Regions from separate parts of the Oryctolagus cuniculus genome. Here region 1 is linked to region 2. The links are chromatin contacts, called in public Hi-C maps. All regions are on one chromosome and are shown on one strand. Each heading gives the region's core, a stretch centred on a gene start, on an enhancer-like site or on the middle of the called end of the contact. The rest is flanking DNA. Distances are from core to core; before and after follow the strand shown. Region 1 has its middle 49 kb from the start of CD93. Region 2 holds the start of THBD (thrombomodulin).

Region 1 (3,442 bases), core at 396-2,895, 80 kb before region 2:
CCTCCAAGAGTCTCCTCTCTCCCAATTGTTCACCCTCAGCCGCTCTCTCACCCTGCACGTCATCCTCTGTCCTTCACGGAGTCCTGTTCATGTCTCTCCTCCCTCGGGAAGACCTCCCGGACTGCACCCTGGCTGTGGACCCTGGAAGCTTGTGTAGGGGCTATGTTGCCTGGGCCTGGGTCCTGAGCGTTTTGGGTGCCTCCTGTGCATCACCCCCTACTTTTGGGTCAGCTTTCGGCAGGATCATGGGTGCCCCTAGCACAGGGTCAGGTGAGGATGCAGCACAGGTGTCCACACCTCACCTCCTGTTTCCACCAAGGCTGCCAAACCAGGAAAGGCCTCCTGCTGGGCCACAGGCCCCTCAAGTTCATGGTCTACCACTGTGTGCAGCAGCAGAACCTGCAGGCGCGGCCCTCCAGTGCATGGACCCCACACCCTGGGCTGCCCACCTCCTAAACCTGCGGTTGGCTCCAGGGCCCAGAGCCCGCCCTTCCAGCCTGCCCACAGACCTCATGGGGTCTCCAGATGCTTTTAAAAATATTTTATTTATTTGAAAGACAGAATTACAGAGAAAGAAAGAGAGAGAGAGAGATCTTCCATCCACTGGTTCACTCCCAAATGGCTGCAGCAGCCAGAGCTGGGCTGATCCAAAGCCAGGAGCCAGGAGCTTCCTCTGGGTCTCCCACGTGGGTTCAGGGGCTCTAGCACTTGGGCCATCCTCCACTGCCTTCCCAGGTGCATGAGCAGGGAGCTGGATCAGAAGTGGAGCAGCTGGGACTTGAACTGGTGCCTGTATGTGATGCAGGCACTGCAGACGGCAGCCTAACCCACTGCACCACAGCGCTGGCCCCAGGTCTCCAGACCCTTCTTCAGGCCCCAGCTGAGTGGGAACCTGGCTATCCTGGATACCAACCCTCCCTGCTCAGCGCTCCTTCCCCAGCCCCCTGGCCCCATCCCCTGATAAGGCCTCCTGTAGTGCAGGACCCTGGACTCTCACCCTTACACCCAGTGCCCACCCCCTCCACTCTTGGACACACAGGTCCTCTCTCTCCAGTTCTCAGCTGGGCCAAAGTTGAGGTGTCTTCCTCAGTCTCTGCCTCCTGGGGCCCCCACAGACCCGAGTCGTCCCTGGCCAACGGCCACATGGCCTGATTCTCCTGCCCCAACCTCCAGCACTCAGGTCCCCTGGCTGGGGGCACCACCTGGATCCCTGAGCTCACCGGGTCCATCTGTCTCTTTCTCCCGCATCACAGGAAAGCAGAGGTCTCACTCAAGGGTGTCCCAGCACCCCTGCGCAGTGCCTAGAAGCATGGCTGCTCTGGCCAGGCTCCTGCTCTGCACCTGCGGCTGTGACCCCACATGGCGTCCCCAATGAAACAGGGGTGGGTGTGGTGTGGGCGTCTGCCTCCTGCAAGGCAGTGCTGGGAGGCGGGAGTCCGTTTCAAAACCAGGCCAGAGGCTGTTGGAACTGAAGCCTTGTGGGATCCCCAGGGGACGGGGCGTTGCTGTCTTGTTGCCTGGTAGCGGCTGAAAGACCTGGGTGTGGCGGGCGGAGTCCTGGTGGGGACGCGTGCGGACGCCCAGAGCGGGAGCCTCCGGAGCTGCGGGCTGAGTCACCCCCGACGTTGCTGCAACACAGCCTCACGTGTTCGCTTGCCCTTTCTCTTTGCTTAACTTCCTTTTTGGCTCCTGTTGAGAAACCCGGGTGGGGCGTCCGCCTGTCCCCAGGGCTCAGAGGGGAGGGGCGGTGTGTTTCTCTTCCTAGCCGCCAGGGGCGCCCTGGCCCTCCCAGGTCATGGTTTTTTCATTTTTATGTTCCTTTTTCGAAGATTTATTTATTTCTTTGAAAGGCAGAGTGAGAGAGAGGGAGGGAGGGTGGGGGTGGGGGGAGAGAGAGAGAGAATCTTCCATCTTTCTGTTCATTCCTCAGCTGACTGCAATGACCAGAGCTGGGCTAGGCTGAAGCCAGGAGCCAAGAGCTTCATCAGGGTCTACCACACAGGTGTAGGGGCCCAACCTAGGCCATTAGCAGGGAGCTGGATCAGAAGTGCAGCAGACAGATCTCAGAACCAGTGCTCTCATATGGGTTGCAAACATCACCAGCAGTGGCTTAACCCACTGGACCAGTTGCTGGCCCCAAGTCTTGGTCATTATTAACGACAGGTGTTTGCTGAGCCATCATGGTGCACCCTCAGTCGTGCCCCTCTCACAGCCTGGGGGTGGAGGCTCAGGCCCCAGGGGCCGTGGCAGGCAGACTTACCAGAGTTCCTTGAGCCTGGGAGGTTGCCTATGTGCAGCCCACCGATCAGATCCAGCCAAGTCTTCTGTTGTTGATAAAGTTTTATTGGCACAAGCCATGCCCCTCCCCCCAGGAGGCCTAGTACAGTCAGTGCGCCTCCACTTTCAGCCATTATTTCCTGTTAAAAGGAAACACTCCCGAGACTTTAAAGGTTTCCAAGAGTTTGTTTGATGACAAACAGAGCAAAACAAGCAGAGTTAAGAAACAACCAAAAAAATTGATCCGTGCATTGGCAGCCCCCAGAGACAGAGCAAGCTCTGGGGACACTGTGCAACCATGTGACCCACAGCCTGGGCAGGAAAGGGAAGCACCGTGTTGAGATGACCTGACCCTGACTGGTGGCAGCAGCCTGCTCGGCTGCACAGCCTCCTGTGGTTCACTGGGCTCAGCTGCTGGGCATGAGCTCCGGTCCGTCCAAGTCCAAGGCCTCCCACCACCACTTTGATGTGACCGTGGATGGAATGGCAAATATCCTGGAACACAAAGCAGACCTGGGCTGCTCTTTCTCCATGGAGAGCACGGAGGTTATTCTTGTTGGTCTGTTTGATTGTTTTTGTTCATCAAATTTACAGGAAGAATTAAAGGGCAGCAAACTGTACCCATTTAACGTGTGTATCACTTCCATGGCTCTGCTCTCCTTGGGGGCCAGCCTCCTCATCCTGGGTCCAGGATACCACTGAGTAGCTTTGTTCTGCTAGAGATTGATTTGCATTCTATGCACATGGAATCACACACACGTGCGGGTGCGTCCCAAAGTTCATGAGAAGGCTGGTGTTGTACAGTGGGGTAAGCCACTGCTTGCGATGCCAGCAGCCCATGTGGGCGCTGGTTCGAATCCCGGATGCTCCACTTCCGATCCAGCTCCTTGCTGATGCACCTGGGAAAGCAGCAGAAGATGGCCCAAGTGCTTGGACCCCTGCCACCTATGTGGGAGAACCAGAGGAAGCTCCTGACTCTTGGCTCAGGCCTGGTTCAGCCCCAACCATTGCAGCCATTTGGGCAGATCAGATGGAAGATCTCTTTCTCTCTATCTCCTCTCCTCTTTCTCTACCACTCTGCCTTTCAAATAAAATGCATTTGAAAAAAAGTTAAAAAAAGAAAAGTTCATGAGGCGGGCAGACATGTAGCTTAGCTGTTGAAATG
Region 2 (3,569 bases), core at 475-2,974:
GGCTCGCAGTCCCTCTTGGGGGCCTCTGTTTCAGTTTGTCACTCAGCTGCCACAGTCTCAAAACTTCTAGTGGTTGAACAAGGGACCCAGGTTTTCACCGTCACGGTGCACTGGATGCTGTTATGACAGCTAGGGCTGTCCTGTCTTGTGTCTCCTCCTTCCAGGAAATTTTCACTGGGGTTCTGCTCCCATGGGAAACCACGCCCGCTCCAGGACTGGCTGCACCCCCGGCCAGCCCTGCTGCAGCGCCCACCTCCCTGGGCAGGCTGTTTGCAACCAAGTCACGACCAGTGGCTCGGCCAAAGCAGCCCGATTTCCTCATCTCCAGGGGTTTCTGCTCCAAGTTGCTGGAGCTCAGACCTCAGCATCCAGCTGCACTCCTGCGCTGTCCTCATTGGTGAGATGGGGGCAGCCCCCAGGCGGGACGCTCCTGTGGAAGCCCCGCAGGGCACAGCGCTCAGCCTCCACCCCTGGGCACCGGGTCGGGCTGTCCACGCCCCGCCCCTGCGGTCACTGCCGGTCAGTACAGCCCGATCCCCTCTCCGCCCAGCCCGGCGCTTGTCTTTGGCACGTGAAGATGCCACACAGCCCTGGTCCCTTTTGAAGCCTGAGCTCTGTTGGCCCAGGGAGACCCGACGCGCAGCCACGGAATCCACGCGGGGCCAGGCCCCTGCGCTCCCCACACTCCTAACCCTTGTTCGCTGGACAGGTTTTGAGACCTCCAATTTCTTTGGTTTCGTCTGGAGTTCAACAGCGCCGCCTCCTGGTGCTTGGTCGCCAGTGGCCCGGGGTGGGCAAATGACCAGATGAACTCCAGGTGGGCGTGCTTGCTTGCTTTATTTATTTATTTATTTATTTATTTATTTTAACGGGTTTGTCTTTCTCTGTGAGCTACATATTGGACACACCCCTCCGCATTCCTAGTGAGTGAATACCCGTGATAAGGTGGAAAGCGACAGACCCTGCCGCCCACCCACGGCGCCGCCCGGCGTCCGCAAGTGGCACTTCCACGGCCGCCCGGTGTCCATTCGGTCTCAGGGCGGAAACGGTTCCCCGAGGCGCCCCCTGGGGCCCACAGCGCCTCCCTGCGACCTCCGTCAGGGGTGCCAGAAGTTGGACACGCACAGCCCCGGATGGGTGCGCTCCGCGACTCGCCAGCCCCCAGGGGTGCATCTGCAGCGCAACAGCAACCTCGCGGCTTTCCCACGCTGCCAAGCGGCGCTGTGGCCTCGGCCGGCCCGCCCCGCCCCGCCCCACCCCACCGCGCCCGCGCCTCCCTAGCCGGGAGCCCTGGCCCCGGGAGGCGGGCGAGGCCTGGCTCCCTCTCCTAGTGGACTCCGGTTGTCTTTGAGCAGGGCACCAGGTCTCCAGAACCGCGAGGTCCCCGGCGCTCACGCCCCTCTCCCACGCCCATTGGAAGCAATCCAAGCTGGCCTGCAAGTCCGCGTGAGCGTTCACGAAAACTAGCCAAGAGAACCGAAAGTTTGGGGAGGGGCCGCACGCGTCGGGGGCGGGCCCGCGGTCTCGGGGCTCCACCCGGGCTGGGTTTACTCATCCCCACGAGGTGATCCCAGGAGCGAGGGCGGGCGCAAGGCGTCCAGAGGACCCAGTAATCCGAGAATGCAACATCAGCCCTTCCCACCAGGCACTTCCTTCCTTTTCCCGAACGTCCAGGGAGGGAGGGCCGCGCACTTATAAACTCGCGCCCCGGCGGCCGAGCGGCGTGTCAGAGGCGGCCGCGCCGGGGCCAGAGAAGCGCCCGTCCAGGACCGACCGCAGCGGCTGCCCCCAACGCCCCTCCGCCCCGGCCCGGGCCGCGAAGCAACGCTCGCGCTTTCTCCGGCGGCGCCTGCGCGCGGTGCGCCCCGGCGGCATGCTCCGTGCCCTGCTCCTGCTGCTGGGCGCGCTGGCCCCGGCCGGTCTGGGGCTCCCGACGCACGCAGAGCCGCAGCCCGACGGCAGCCAGTGCGTGGAGCACGACTGCTTCGCTCTGTTCCGGGGCCCCGCGACCTTTCTCGCCGCCGGCCAGACCTGCAAGCGCCTGGGGGGCCACCTGATGACCGTGCGCTCCTCAGTGGCCGCTGATGTCATCTCCTTGTTGCTGAGCGACGACAGCCCACGCCTCTGGATTGGCCTGCAGCTCCCGACCGGCTGCAGCCACCCCGGGGACCTCGGGCCCCTGCGCGGCTTCCAGTGGGTGACCGGAGACAACCGCACCAGCTACAGCAGGTGGGCGCGGCAGGACGGCGGCGGCGCGCCAGTGTGCGGCCCGTTGTGCGTCACCGTCTCGGCCGCGAGCGCCGCTGCCCCCGGCGAGCCGGCCTGGGAGGAGCTGCCGTGCGGCACTGAAGTCGACGGCTTCCTCTGCGAGTTCCCCTTCGCGGCCTCATGCAGGCCCCTGTTGGTGGAGGCCGGCGCCGCGGCGGCCACGGCGCCGCACGTCTCCAGCACCTACAGCACGCCGTTCGGGGCCCGCGGCGCCGACTTCCAGGCGCTGCCCGTGGGCAGCTCGGCCGCCGTGGCACCGCTCGGCTTGGAGCTGACCTGTTACGCGCCGCCCGGGGCCGCCGAGGCGCGCTGGGGCCGGGAGGCCCCGGGAGCCTGGGACTGCAGCGTGGGGAACGGCGGCTGCGAGTTCGCGTGCAACGCGAGCGCTGGGGCTCCCCGTTGCCTGTGCCCGGACGGCGCCGCCCCGCAGGCCGACGGGCGCTCCTGCGCGCCCGCTGCGCCGCCCTCGTGCCACGACCTGTGTGAGCACTTCTGCGTGCGCACCTCGGACGCGTCCGGCTCCTACATGTGCATGTGCGAGACCGGCTACCGGGTGGCAGCCGACGGGCACCACTGCGAGGACGTGGACGACTGTGCCCTGGTGCCCAACCCGTGTCCGCAGCTCTGCGTCAACACGCAGGGTGGCTTCGAGTGCCACTGCTACCCCGGCTTCGACCTGGTGGACGGCGAGTGCGTGGAGCCCTTGGACCCGTGCTTCGGCACCAACTGCGAGTACCAATGCCTGCCGCTGGGCCAAAACTACCGCTGCATCTGTGCCGAGGGCTTCGCCCCGGTCCCGGACGAGCCGCACCGCTGTCAGATGTTCTGCAACCAGACGACGTGCCCGGCCGACTGCGACCCCAACTACCCGAGCACCTGCCTGTGCCCCGAAGGCTACATCCTCGACGAGGGCTCGCTGTGCGCCGACATCGATGAATGCGACAACGGCTATTGCCAGGACGAGTGCCGAAACCTCCCCGGCAGCTACGAGTGCATTTGCGGGCCCGATTCGCCCCTGGCCGGCCAGGTCAGCACTGAATGCTACCCTACGCAGGTGAGCGACGGCGGCGACGGCGGCGACGACGGCGGCTCCGGAGAGCCTCCAGGCTCCGGGGCGCCCGGCTCCACCCCGGCTCCGCCGCCGGCCGCCGGGCCGGTGCACTCAGGCGTGGCCATCGGCATCTCCATCGCCAGCCTGTCCCTGGTCGTGGCGCTCCTGGCGCTCCTGTGCCACATGCGCAAGAAGCAGGGTTCGGGGCGCGCCGAGCTGGAGTACAAGTGCGCGTCCCCTGCCAAGGAGG

Evidence for each region. Hi-C and Micro-C count contacts between places; a contact is called where the count stands out from the background.
Region 1: a Hi-C map of an unstated tissue shows a contact between it and region 2, with 3 times the contacts expected there. The contact joins the enhancer-like site here to the promoter of THBD in region 2. A contact is called at or near these places in 2 of 6 Hi-C or Micro-C datasets (psoas muscle and an unstated tissue).

What each region holds. Positions count from the first base shown.
Region 1 is chr11:47,424,049-47,427,490 of mOryCun1.1, reverse strand. No RefSeq gene overlaps it. Among named protein-coding and RNA genes, the nearest start is that of CD93, 49 kb to the right of the region's middle. Within about 2 kb of position 1,645, at least 5 of the 8 cell types and tissues checked have an H3K27ac peak or open chromatin away from gene starts, as enhancers often do.
Region 2 is chr11:47,344,065-47,347,633 of mOryCun1.1, reverse strand. THBD (thrombomodulin) reads left to right here and starts at 1,724. Exons shown (of 1, transcript NM_001082144.1): 1 at 1,724-3,569. The coding sequence starts at 1,874.